Linked DNA regions of Mus musculus: region 1 is linked to region 2. Evidence: chromatin contacts called from public HiChIP or PLAC-seq data. All regions are on one chromosome and are shown on one strand. Each heading gives the region's core, a stretch centred on a gene start, on an enhancer-like site or on the middle of the called end of the contact. The rest is flanking DNA. Distances are from core to core; before and after follow the strand shown.

Region 1 (5,219 bases), core at 262-2,761, 1.7 Mb before region 2:
AACACCTCGATATAGCGTCCACCTGCATGAAGACAGGGGTCAGGGCTGCTGTGTGCCTCCCGAGGTCCCCTCAGCCTCTGCTCTGCTGCTGCTCAGAGCCTGCTGCCCCTATGTGTGATCATGTCTGCGGCGCACAGTGTCCCAGGCTACAGCTGGACCCACTGGGACTTCACTCGCCTTGGCAGTGCAGCCAAGGCCCTGAGGAGCTTGAGAGACATCCCAGACCATAGTAGTCGGCACCTGGGTTCTGCAGTCTCCCCACAATCCCTGTGGCCGATCTGGAACGGTGGCACATGACAACCCACCTTGGGGCATTGATAGAGTGAACCGTTGCATGCCCCGCTCTTCCTCGGTGCCCCACCCCACTTCAGCCAGCACTCGCTCCCCTCATCAGTGCTCCACTGGTACCCACCACCTGACCACTGACAGAACTCCCCTCCTTCCTCAGTACTACTTTTCTCAGTCAGTGGCCCACACCCACCTCTGAGTCAAGTCGGCCAGTGTCATGGGCTGCTCCAGGAGGGCAGAGCACAGGGCAACACAGCGTCTCCTGCTCTACCCATCACTCAGATCATTGGCATCATCTGCCTACACTGCCCATGACTGTCTGTGTTCGCTCTGTGGCTGCTCCAGGGGGAGGGACTGTGGACTCCCTGCTGGATCCCCAGGGCCCTAAACTATCTCAGCACCGACATGTGTCAGCATAGGGATGGTAGTCACTGACGGCTGATACTCCCTTACCCATGTAGTCACGGTTGCACTTCAGAGCCTTCTTTACTTCTTCTTCACTGCTGAGGTCCACGAAGACATACCCTGAGTGACGACAGGGATAAGAAGGATCATAGGCTGTCAACCTCCAGGACACTCACACACACACACCCTACACCCCAACAGCTTCAGACCAGCGGGCCATGTGGGTGCAGATGTGGACCCCAGGAGCAAGCAGCAGGCCTTCCTGCCTGTCCCAACCCCACCCTGTTCCTGAACACTCTCTAGAGAAGGGGTGCAGGCTACATTGTGACTCAGTTCAGGATAGTCAGGGCCATCGTCAGGACCTCTGTCCCTGAAGCTCGGATCCAGGCCTGGAATCCTTCCTGAGAGGGAGCCTGACCCTATGAGACAGCAGAGCAGGGCTGTCCCTTCCCTAGGATACTTAAAGTCACATGTCCCAGGTCACAAGGCTGTCTGATGGCAATGCCACAATGTGTCCCAAAGCCCAAGGGTTTTTCACAAGCAAGATGAGGCTGTTCTTTCTGTCCAGCCCGCTCTTCTCTCCTCTGCAGGGACACCACCTACACATAAAGTACTTCACCTGCTCCATGCGCCAGGAGCCTCCCAGGGGCAGGCCAGCTGAGGGACCGCTCTTGATCGGATCTGGCCTCCCCAGCCACCCTCCCCCATGGATCTGCTCTAGGCTGGAAGTACACTGGCTGAAGTCCCGCATGGCTGAGCCCACTTCTCCAGCTTGTTCAAAGCCCTGCTTGTGCCCTTTGGAGCCAGCGCCATGTGTTTTCCAGCTGCAGGCCCAGCTGGCTCTCTTCCTGCCCAGTCTCTAACATGTCGTAACCAGGGCACCACCCTTAGCAGCAGATGAATGCCGCCACAGTTCCCACAGAGTGGGCAAGGCAGCTCTGAGGGTCAGCTCCTCGGCTCCTCACTGCTAGGGGACAGGCCCACCCCAGAGTGTGCAGGTACCGAGGCTGATCCTGTCCACACGTGTCTGAGGTGACAAAGCCCCTAAGCAGCTAAGCTGGGATGAAGCCCCACTACTCCACACTGCCCTCTTCAAGATTCAAGGTGAGGAGAGCCGGCTTGGTACAGGATGTGGTAAAGTCAAGAGGGGTGCTAGGGGGAAACAAGCCCCAGGATGGAGACTGGGCTGCTCTTGATGCACAGGCGCTCTCTTCCCCCAGATGCTTTACCCAGGCAGCCTCTTCCTGCCAAGGAGCCCTCACAGCCTGTAGGCTGCGGGTCCCCTGCAGCCACAGTGCCTTGGTGTGGCTCTGTAAAACGCAGCTACGCTCCTGCTGCATCTCTGACAGTCTTCTGGCCTCCCCCAGCTCCAACGCTGGCTCATCACCAGACTCTCTGCCTTATGACAGCCAAATCAAGTGCTCTGTGGCCGGGAGACCCTTGTTGACCAGGAGGCCCTGGCTGACCAGGAGGCCCATGGTCGGCAGCCCCAGCACCGCCAGGGTAGTCTTTCTGTCTCACCTGTCTTGTTCCCGTGAGCATTTCTCACTATTCGGATGGCCACTGGCTTCAGAGGAGCTAGGAATTCAATGACGTTTTTCTGGAATGAAAAAAAATGTCTTCCCTTCTATCTTTTTCTTTTTTAAAAACGAGTTTAATATTTCGTTAGACCTGTGAAAATTCCCTCAGCATTTTCTCTTAGAACGTAAAGCACTGGACAGCGACGCCAGGGATGCAGCTCAGCAGCAGAGCGCTTGCCGAAGTAAGTGCCTGCCGACTGGTCTCGCGCTACCTGTTAAGTCAGCAATACAGCACATACCTGGGGCTTGAACTCAGGTCCCCAGTCTTGCACAGCAAGCACTCTGCCCACAGAGCTATCCAGTCCCATGCCCCCTCCCTTTTTAACAGCGAGCCTCCAGCCTGGCACCCATGGGAGGCAACGGAAGCACTCCTCACACTGCCACTGGTCTCCTTCCCGTGTCTGCAGCCCCGAGCCCAGCTCCTTCCAGCTCCTGACTTCATCTGATCCTGGCCTGCCCACCCTCCCTTTCCGGATTCATACCTCAGTGACATTGAACGGGGCTCCCCGGAGCTTCACGGTGTAGGGGGTAGTGGGTTCCTTCTGGCTGACTGGCTTCTCTACCTGAGGAATCACAAAGATGGTGAGTACCTGACGCTCACGTGGCAGGTGGTGGTGGCTGGGACACCCTGGAGCTGGAAGGGGCACCAGCTGCCGGGGGAGCTGGAGAATGCCAGGAGAATCCCTGTCTGCTGTGAGCTGAGCCTGGACAGAGCTGGAGGAGGCAGCTGCATGCGAAACCTGGTGAGACACCAGCCCTGGCCCCAGGAAGGAACCTAGAGGTACCACTGAGGCAGGCCTTGTCCAGTGTCCAGCTGAGAGTACAATTCCACAAAGATGCTGGGATCAGGATCTGCTATTCTGGAGTACCAACAACTTCCAAGGGCCTCTGCCCTTGATTTCTCCTTTGAAGCCCAAACCTGTCCTGACTAGAATTCTTTCCCTGGCAAAGTCTGTTCTGGACTGCTGTGTACCCCAGCTTCGTTCAGCACAGGAACCCCAAGGGCTGTGGTCCCACCCGAGTCTCTAAGTGTCTTGTCTCTGCAGCAGAGAGGACCTCCTGGTGGGAGAGAGGGACCATCAAGGTCTCAGCTATCTGTGCAATCTGAGCTTCAGGCTCCGAGCCTTGGCCCCACCACTTCCCAGCCGTCACCGTGGGTGAAGCTGCCTCACCTGCTTCCTCACCTGTGCAGAGGACTGTAACGTCAATCATTGACTTGTGAGGGATATTACCCAGCATGCAGCTCGTCCATCCATCCATCCATCCATCCATCCATCCATCTATCCATCTATCTATATATCTATCTTGCTGCTAAGTATAAGGCAGGACCCGCCCAGTTCATTGATAACCCACGACTCCAGCAGCAGACGGCTTCCCGGGGCCCACAGGGACCTATGGTGTGAGGACACCTATGGGCAAGTAAGTGGCCTTCCCTTCCAGGCAATCCTCTAGGCAAGGGGCTACAGGGACACTATGTAACCCAAGCCCAGTGTATCCTCAGCCCTCACAGACACAGTCACACAGAGGTACAGACACAGATAGATAGACAGGCAGACAGACAGACCTTGCCAGCAGCTTCCTGGGGCCTCAGGACCCCAGGCACGGCTCCCCGGCTCACACCTCCTTGCTTGGCTGGGGAGGCAGGGGAGCCCTCCTCTTCCTCTTCCTCACTCCCTTCTTCACAGTTCACCGCCTCGTCTTCACTGTCCTCTTCGTCCTCATCCTCAGAGGACACCTCAGCCCGCACCATCTTGGATTTCAAGTAGTCCATGTCTGACAGCTCCTTCTGCACAGCTGCCTTTGGCTGCAGGCCTTGTTCCTCTGGGGAAACAGAGCTCAGTGACCTTAGTGAGCAGAGACAGCACACCCACCATGGCCAAGGCCCTCACACATAAGCAGCTCCAGCCAGTTCTCTGACAGGCAGTGCCGGGTGGTGGACTGGGAACGCTGGACTGTGCATGTCTCTCTATCCCAGGGCACATGGAGATCTGTGGATCCCTTTCACCATCCTGGCCCTTTCCAGCCCTCCCTCCCCCATAAGATTTATGGGTGTGTCTGTGTGTGGATGTGTGCACGTGAGTACAGTGCCCATAGAGGCCAGAAGAGGGCGCTGGAGTTATGGGCAACTGTGAGTCATCATGTGGGTGCTGGGCACTGACCTCAGATCTTGTGGTAGAGGATTAAATGTACTTAAAGACTGAATCAGTCTCCCTAGCAACCCAAGATCCCTTTTTTAGGTTCATCTTTAAACAATCATTAAAAATCCTGCACAACACAGTTACCCCTTTTGATTATGGCAGAGGGTGCTATAATCCATCCGTTCAGGAAAACCCATGAGTGCCAGACACCAGGTATGGGTGTGTGTATGTGTGTGTGTGTGTGTGTGTGTGTGTATGTGTGTGCACTGTACACCTGTCACCCAGTGTCCTTTTACCCTTGCTATCCCTGGTGAACAGTGTAGTTTGCACACAAATACAAAGGGCACCTGGTGTGTCATACTTGGATGACAAGGGATGGATGAGAGGAAGCTGGAAGGGAGTTACCAGGGAAGGCTGACTGAGGAAGACGGCCATCCCTTACACTGCAGTGCGCACTCCTAGCACACTGTGAGGCGGTGGCTCTGTTCAGCACCCTCCAGGGGTTTCGGGGTGGAGTTTGAATTCCCCTCTCCCATCTCCTGAAACCGGGCCACATCTCTAGCCACTGTGCTGTCCTTTCCTTTGAGACTCTCCTAGCTGTTTCCCACTTTCTCTGCTTCTCCACCCTCAGTCACACAGTCCTCGGCTCAGTAGACTACCAGACTGAGCTGTGTCAATCCAACTCCTCACCTGTAAACCACAACGGTCCTCACTCTGGCCCGCAGCTTACAGTCTACATTCTGTGCTCTGATTGGCTGCTTACAAGCCACAGCAGGGCCCATGAAAGCACAACACCATACTACTACCC
Region 2 (5,740 bases), core at 525-3,024:
TCCTGCTCCCCCCACCCGCCCTTGCCCGGTGCTACAAATGTTCTGTGTGCTCAGGGCATAAAAACCGGTAACGGGCTGAACGTATACGTCTGTCTGGTAATTCCTGCTTAGCTTCCAATCAGCACCCTGGGCATAAATCCCAGTCTCTGTCAATGCCTCTTGCTCATAATCCCTACCCCACCTAGGCCGTGGGCACCTTCCTGTGCACAGGTAGCTGTGTCTTATTGGAATCTCATGTTTGTTGGTAGCCCAGGATAACCCCAAGCTCCTGCCTGCCACAACTTCCACCTGTGTTGTAAGTATGTGACACAGAGCCAAGCCAAGTCCCATCATGGGGCCAAGTTGTCCCAGTATGCCCAGCTGTAGTAACCACCTCCCTCGTCTTGCCTTCTTCTCAATACTGGATTTGAACTCAGGACCTTACATATACTGAGCAAATAAATACCTTACCCAAGTCATATACCAGCCCTCTTTTTACATCTTATTTGAGACAGGCCTGGCCTATCAAGATCCTTATACCTGGATCTCCAAAATGCCCCAAAGCACAGATTTCCTTAAAACAGGTTCTTGTTTTGTTTTGTTTTTTGTCTACCCATCCATTCAGACACCACCAATGCCAATTATATTTTATGAACACTATGTATGGGAATACAACATGGAATTCCATCAAAGCACCTAGGTCAGGGGGAAACGTTCTAACTTCAGATTTTAAAATCTTAGTTTTCTTTTATGTGTGTGGGTGTCTTGCCCGCATGTATGTTTGTGCACCTTATGTGTGCCTGGTGCCCAAGAAGGCCAGAAGAGGGGTGTCATATCCCCCGGAAGTGGAGTTACAAAGAGTTGTAAGCCACCATGTAGAGGCTGGGAATCAAAATGTGGTCCTCGGGAAGAGCAAGCAGCAAGTGCTCTTAGCTGCGAGCCATCTCTCCAGCCCCTTAAGTTTAGATGTTTGTTTTTTAAAAGTGAACCGGGATGGGGAAGATGTCTCAGCAGGTCCTTGCCGACAATGTTGATGAGATGAGTTCCTCCATGGGCCCACATATTAGAAGATGAGAACTAACTCCTGTGCTGTGTCCCCTGACCTCCACAACCTGCAGGCTGGCACACTTCCAAACCAATGACAGACAAATAAGCAAATCTTTAAGACAAAAGTGGAACATTGATTAACTTGGGGTGTAACTCGGTTGGTAGAGTATTGGTCTCCCACATGCAAAGCCATGGATTCAATCCCCAGTACATATAAACCACGTGTGGTAGTGAGAGCCTGTAATCTCAGAGCCGAAGCAAGGATCGCCTCTTATCACCTGCAGCTACACTGCAAGTTCGAGACCAGGGTGGGTTGGGACGAGACAGCGAGGCTGCAGAGCGTATCTAAGTATTTAAGCCTCGTAGGAGGAATTCCTCTCTATCACAGTAGTTACATCGGCAGCTACGGTGGAAGCATAGAGCCTCATCCCCAACCCGGTCTAAGCCTCCACTGTCACGCATCACTAACTGACTAATAAACCTTACTCCTTGGCCAAGTCTGCATCCTGCCAGTACCAGCTTCCCCACATGAAAGAGAAGCAAGAGACAGCACTTTGGGACCCTGGGGGAACAGCCTACGTCTGCTGCTGCACATCAACCGTTGAGCTCTGAGAGGGGCTGCCAGACAATGGGAAATGAAACATTTGAGTGGTTTGGGAAATATTAGGTAAGAAAACCCCCTCCCCCGGGTATTCTGTGCAGCAGCTGTGACAGGGAAGGAGGGGGCTTTCGGGTTTCAGTGTTCCTGAGCAGACCAATGGCTGCTAGAATGTTCTTTCCGGGAAGACATGGCCTCACACACGAAGCTGGCTGGGAACCCAAATGATTGCTTAAGAGTTCTGAACCACCATTCCCCCAATCCTTCTGTCATATGCACACACACACTCATCCATCCACACACACACACACACACACACACACACACACAGACACACACATACACTTTCCCTACACACTTATATAGTCACCCCACACATTTACACACTTACACACAGTCACATACACATATACTTATCCCACACACTTAGACACACATTCATACAGTCTCATACACACACTCACAAACATACACACTCACCACACACACTTACAGTCACACACATTCACCCTCCCTATCCTACACACTTATTCAGTCACCCCACACACTTAACTTACACTGTGTGTAAGTGTTTGCACACAGTCATATATACTCACACTTACCTCAAACACTTACACACAGTCACATATACTCACACACATATAGTTACCCCACATATTTAACACACACACTTACACATAGTCACATACACACATTCACAAACATACACACTCACCACACTTACACACAGTCTCACACACACACATACATTCACTTATACACAATCACACGTAGTCACATACACACACTTATATACAATCACACGTAGTCACATACACACACTCAAACACACACACACACACACTTGTACAGGTTTTCTATGGCCTTGCCAAGCTGGTGACATATATGACCTTGGCTCTGACCCAGTGTTCATAGTAGGAGTTTTGCCATCTCCCTTGAATCTAACGGTAAACTCCAACATGGTGTCACTGCTTGCAATGCCCCTGGTATTTCTGGTTAGCATGTGGCTTCCTTCCACTTTCTCCATTCCTGTTTGTAACAGACATTTGTCTGTCACACTCTTCCTCTTTTGTACAATAAAGTGAGACTGACACTAACCACTCCTTGTTTTGTTTACCTTAAAACTAGCAAGTGGCCCAGCGGAGAGGAACAGAGACGAGCTGACCCCTGGAGGTGGCTGGCCGGCCAGCCTCAATGAAACCTCAAACTCAGATTCAATGAGAGACTGAGTTTCTAAACACAAGGTAAAATGTGATAGACAACGATACCCCAACATCAATCTCTGACCCACCCCCAGCGTATGTGTATAGACGCGCACATACACACATGTGCACACATACCCATACACACATGTGCACATACACAGACACACCCCAACTGAGAAAATGCCTAGAAGCTCTCATAACCAACACCCCCTCAGGGCTCCGCTTTTTAGATTTGTTAAAGGGATGATGTACAGATTTTCAGAGAAACCTGGTGGATGGGGAAACAGGAAGTTACAAAGGTTAAGGGACCTGTGTATTAGTCACGAGGTTTCAGTTGCAAAAGGACCCAATCCTGGCATAAAAGCACCGCCCCCACCTCCCAGCCCCCACCAGATACAAAATGGTTGGGACTGTCTCCATCAGAAGGGAGGGTCGGAAGAGCTTCCGTCATGGCTGGATCCAGGTCCTCAGTGAAAAAGTCTAGAACACATCCCCTCTGCATCTGTTTGGTTTGGATTTGCTTTGTTCTGGTTTCCTGTTTAGATAGAAACTCTACCTGTTGAACACATTGCCTCACGGGGCACATCTCTCTTTCTCCTGGTGCTCACTGCAAAAGTCCAGGGGCTGGGGCCAGAGGGCTCTGATAGGCTCTGACCGGGGTGGGGGGAATGAACGAGGTCCTGGGCCTTTAGCTGCAGCCAAAGTCTAGACAAACCACACAGACAGGGTGAGACTCCCCCTCCCTCCCAAAGATTGGTGTGTTCCCCCAGAAGGGGAGGGAACAAATACTAAAGTACGGGGAGACAAGAAGATCTGTAGCTGGTAGGCCAGGGAGGAGGAGGCCAGTGACCCCCAGGTTATTTGGGGACGTTCAGAATTTCTTTTGTCTGTGCAGACACTTAGACAGAAGCAGAGAACTCTCTAGGATAAGTCTGAAAACGGGGAGCTGTTTTTTCTGGAGCTCACCACCACACAGTAAGGGTCCCCAGTGAATGTGAGACTACTAGCCTCCTCCTGCCAGCCTCCTGCCCTCTGCCTAGGAAAACTGTGCAGGGGTTGCAGGTCCCTGAGTGGGGATTGCACCCACTCTGCTCTCCCTGCTGCATCACCCTAAGACCCACATCTTCCTCAGTGGGGCAGCACCTGGAGCAAAGCCAGAGGAGACCTCTGCATCTTGCCTGGCTCTGTAGCTACTGCCTGGAGCTGAGGCTCAGCCTGGAGCTAGGATCCAAGCAGCCAGAGCCTGCTTTCCAGTCCCACTCAGTGCCTCCTTCAGACTGGCCGGAAGTCACATGCTTCCTCCACTCAGAAGTGTTTACAAACAGCATACCTGCATACCTGCATACCTGCCCTGGCTTCTTGCTCCAAAGACTGCTCTCTGCCATGCCCAGTGTAGCTGGTTATTAGGGCCCACCCCGTTGTGAGTCCCCAGTGCTCCAGGAAGCTTGCTGCCTACACACTAGACACCAGTTGTTATTATCTGCATTGTGTACAGACAGACAGACAGAGACAGAGAGAGTGAGAAAGAGAAGACATGACAGACACACACACACACACACACACACACACACACACACACAGAGAGGGGGGGGGGGCGGGCAGGCAGGCAGGCCCAGGGCTAAATGAATTTGGCTGAGCACTTTGCTAGGCTATCTGATCAGGTAAATAAACTGGACGAAGGCTCAGCTAAGTACATCGTGAGAGCCTTGGCAAGCCCAAGGCCCTGGCTGCATGTCCAACCTTTTGACTTTTCAATGCAATGCTATTCTCTAGAAAGTTAACACTTGAGGGCTGTGCAATTGAATCATGCGCTTGTGCACACATGCACACACATATGCGAGCATGCGCGTACACACACACACACACACACACACACACACACACACACACACAAAATTGAGTTGGGTAGCTGGCTTACTAGATAAAGCCTTTGCTTTGTACATGTCCCCAGAACTCGCATAAAGCAGAATGCAGCTTCACACATCTGTAACCCCAGCCTGCTCTGAAGTGAGAGGAGAGAATTCCCAGAGTCAGCTGAGCTGGACTACACAGCGGCAAGCAAGAGACTCCATCTACCTCACACAAGACGGGAGGCAAGGACTGACCCCCAAGGTTATCCTGACTTCTACTCAGGCACCTGTACTCACATGAACATGCACAGGAACACACAGTCACATGCATATGTACATACCACACACACACACACACACACCTCACCCACACGCAGTTGCAGAATCCCACCCTATTCTAAAATAAATTACAATTTCGTGTTGGAAACACATATGCAGCTCTGCGGCCTGCAGGTCACAGGTTGGACACACTCTGAAGGGCACGGTCAATCCCTAGACCCAGATGGACCAAATTCTCAGTTTCTTCCAGGGCCTCTTCGTTGACTTTGTCTGATATTTCAATAACCTCCTGCAGCGGACTGGCCAGAGAGAACAGCTCTATTTACAAAGCAGCCTGGGCTCCCGAGGCTCCAGCAGGATCAGGGTAAGTCAGGTAAGCGGAGGCCTGCCCCCTCCTGAGCCCACCTGCAGCAGCAAGGCAGCACTCGGGGAGCGGGGAGCGTGAGTGGGATTCTCAGCACCTTTCATTTGGAGCGCCTCCAGGCCAGCCAGCTGGTGATGTTACAAAGACTGGCTCAGCTCGCCTTAACTCAATTAACTAAGCTGGGCTGAGCCGACTGAACTAAACTCAACAAGTTTTTTTTTTTTTTTTTTTTCTTTAAGCGCTAAGCTGGCTGCAGGGGACTGGAGAGCAGTTAGGGACTAGACTTTCACTTGGTCCCTCAGGAGCTGTCTGCGCCCTCCACTGATAATACAGCAGCGCTACCGTATTCTCTAAATTAGTATCGCCTTACAAATTTGTCTTGCCGGCATCCCCCCTGCGCTATTTACTGATTTCATAT

What was found. HiChIP or PLAC-seq counts read pairs in DNA pulled down with a chosen protein or histone mark.
Region 1: a contact with region 2 is called in an H3K27ac HiChIP or PLAC-seq map of T-cell acute lymphoblastic leukemia, with 4 times the contacts expected there. The contact joins two enhancer-like sites. A contact is called at or near these places in 1 of 484 Hi-C or Micro-C datasets (B cells) and 2 of 115 datasets of contacts at active chromatin or transcription factors (T-cell acute lymphoblastic leukemia and double positive thymocytes).

Annotation. Positions count from the first base shown.
Region 1 is chr5:120,121,768-120,126,986 of GRCm38.p6, reverse strand. Rbm19 (RNA binding motif protein 19) reads right to left here. Exons shown (of 24, transcript NM_028762.1): 6 at 3,838-4,094; 7 at 2,756-2,836; 8 at 2,215-2,293; 9 at 742-813; 10 at 1-22. It overlaps Gm10390 (predicted gene 10390), which reads left to right. Exons shown (of 3, transcript NR_045793.1): 2 at 1,284-1,797; 3 at 2,602-5,219. Among named protein-coding and RNA genes, the nearest start is that of Rbm19, 7.9 kb to the right of the region's middle. Within about 2 kb of position 1,511, at least 34 of the 459 cell types and tissues checked have an H3K27ac peak or open chromatin away from gene starts, as enhancers often do. A contact at or near this core is called in T-cell acute lymphoblastic leukemia, where this site is marked.
Region 2 is chr5:118,373,550-118,379,289 of GRCm38.p6, reverse strand. Gm30604 (a long non-coding RNA gene) reads left to right here. Exons shown (of 6, transcript XR_878721.1): 3 at 1,525-1,693; 4 at 2,753-2,868; 5 at 4,781-5,331. Among named protein-coding and RNA genes, the nearest start is that of Gm30604, 4.5 kb to the left of the region's middle. Within about 2 kb of position 1,774, at least 74 of the 459 cell types and tissues checked have an H3K27ac peak or open chromatin away from gene starts, as enhancers often do. A contact at or near this core is called in T-cell acute lymphoblastic leukemia, where this site is marked.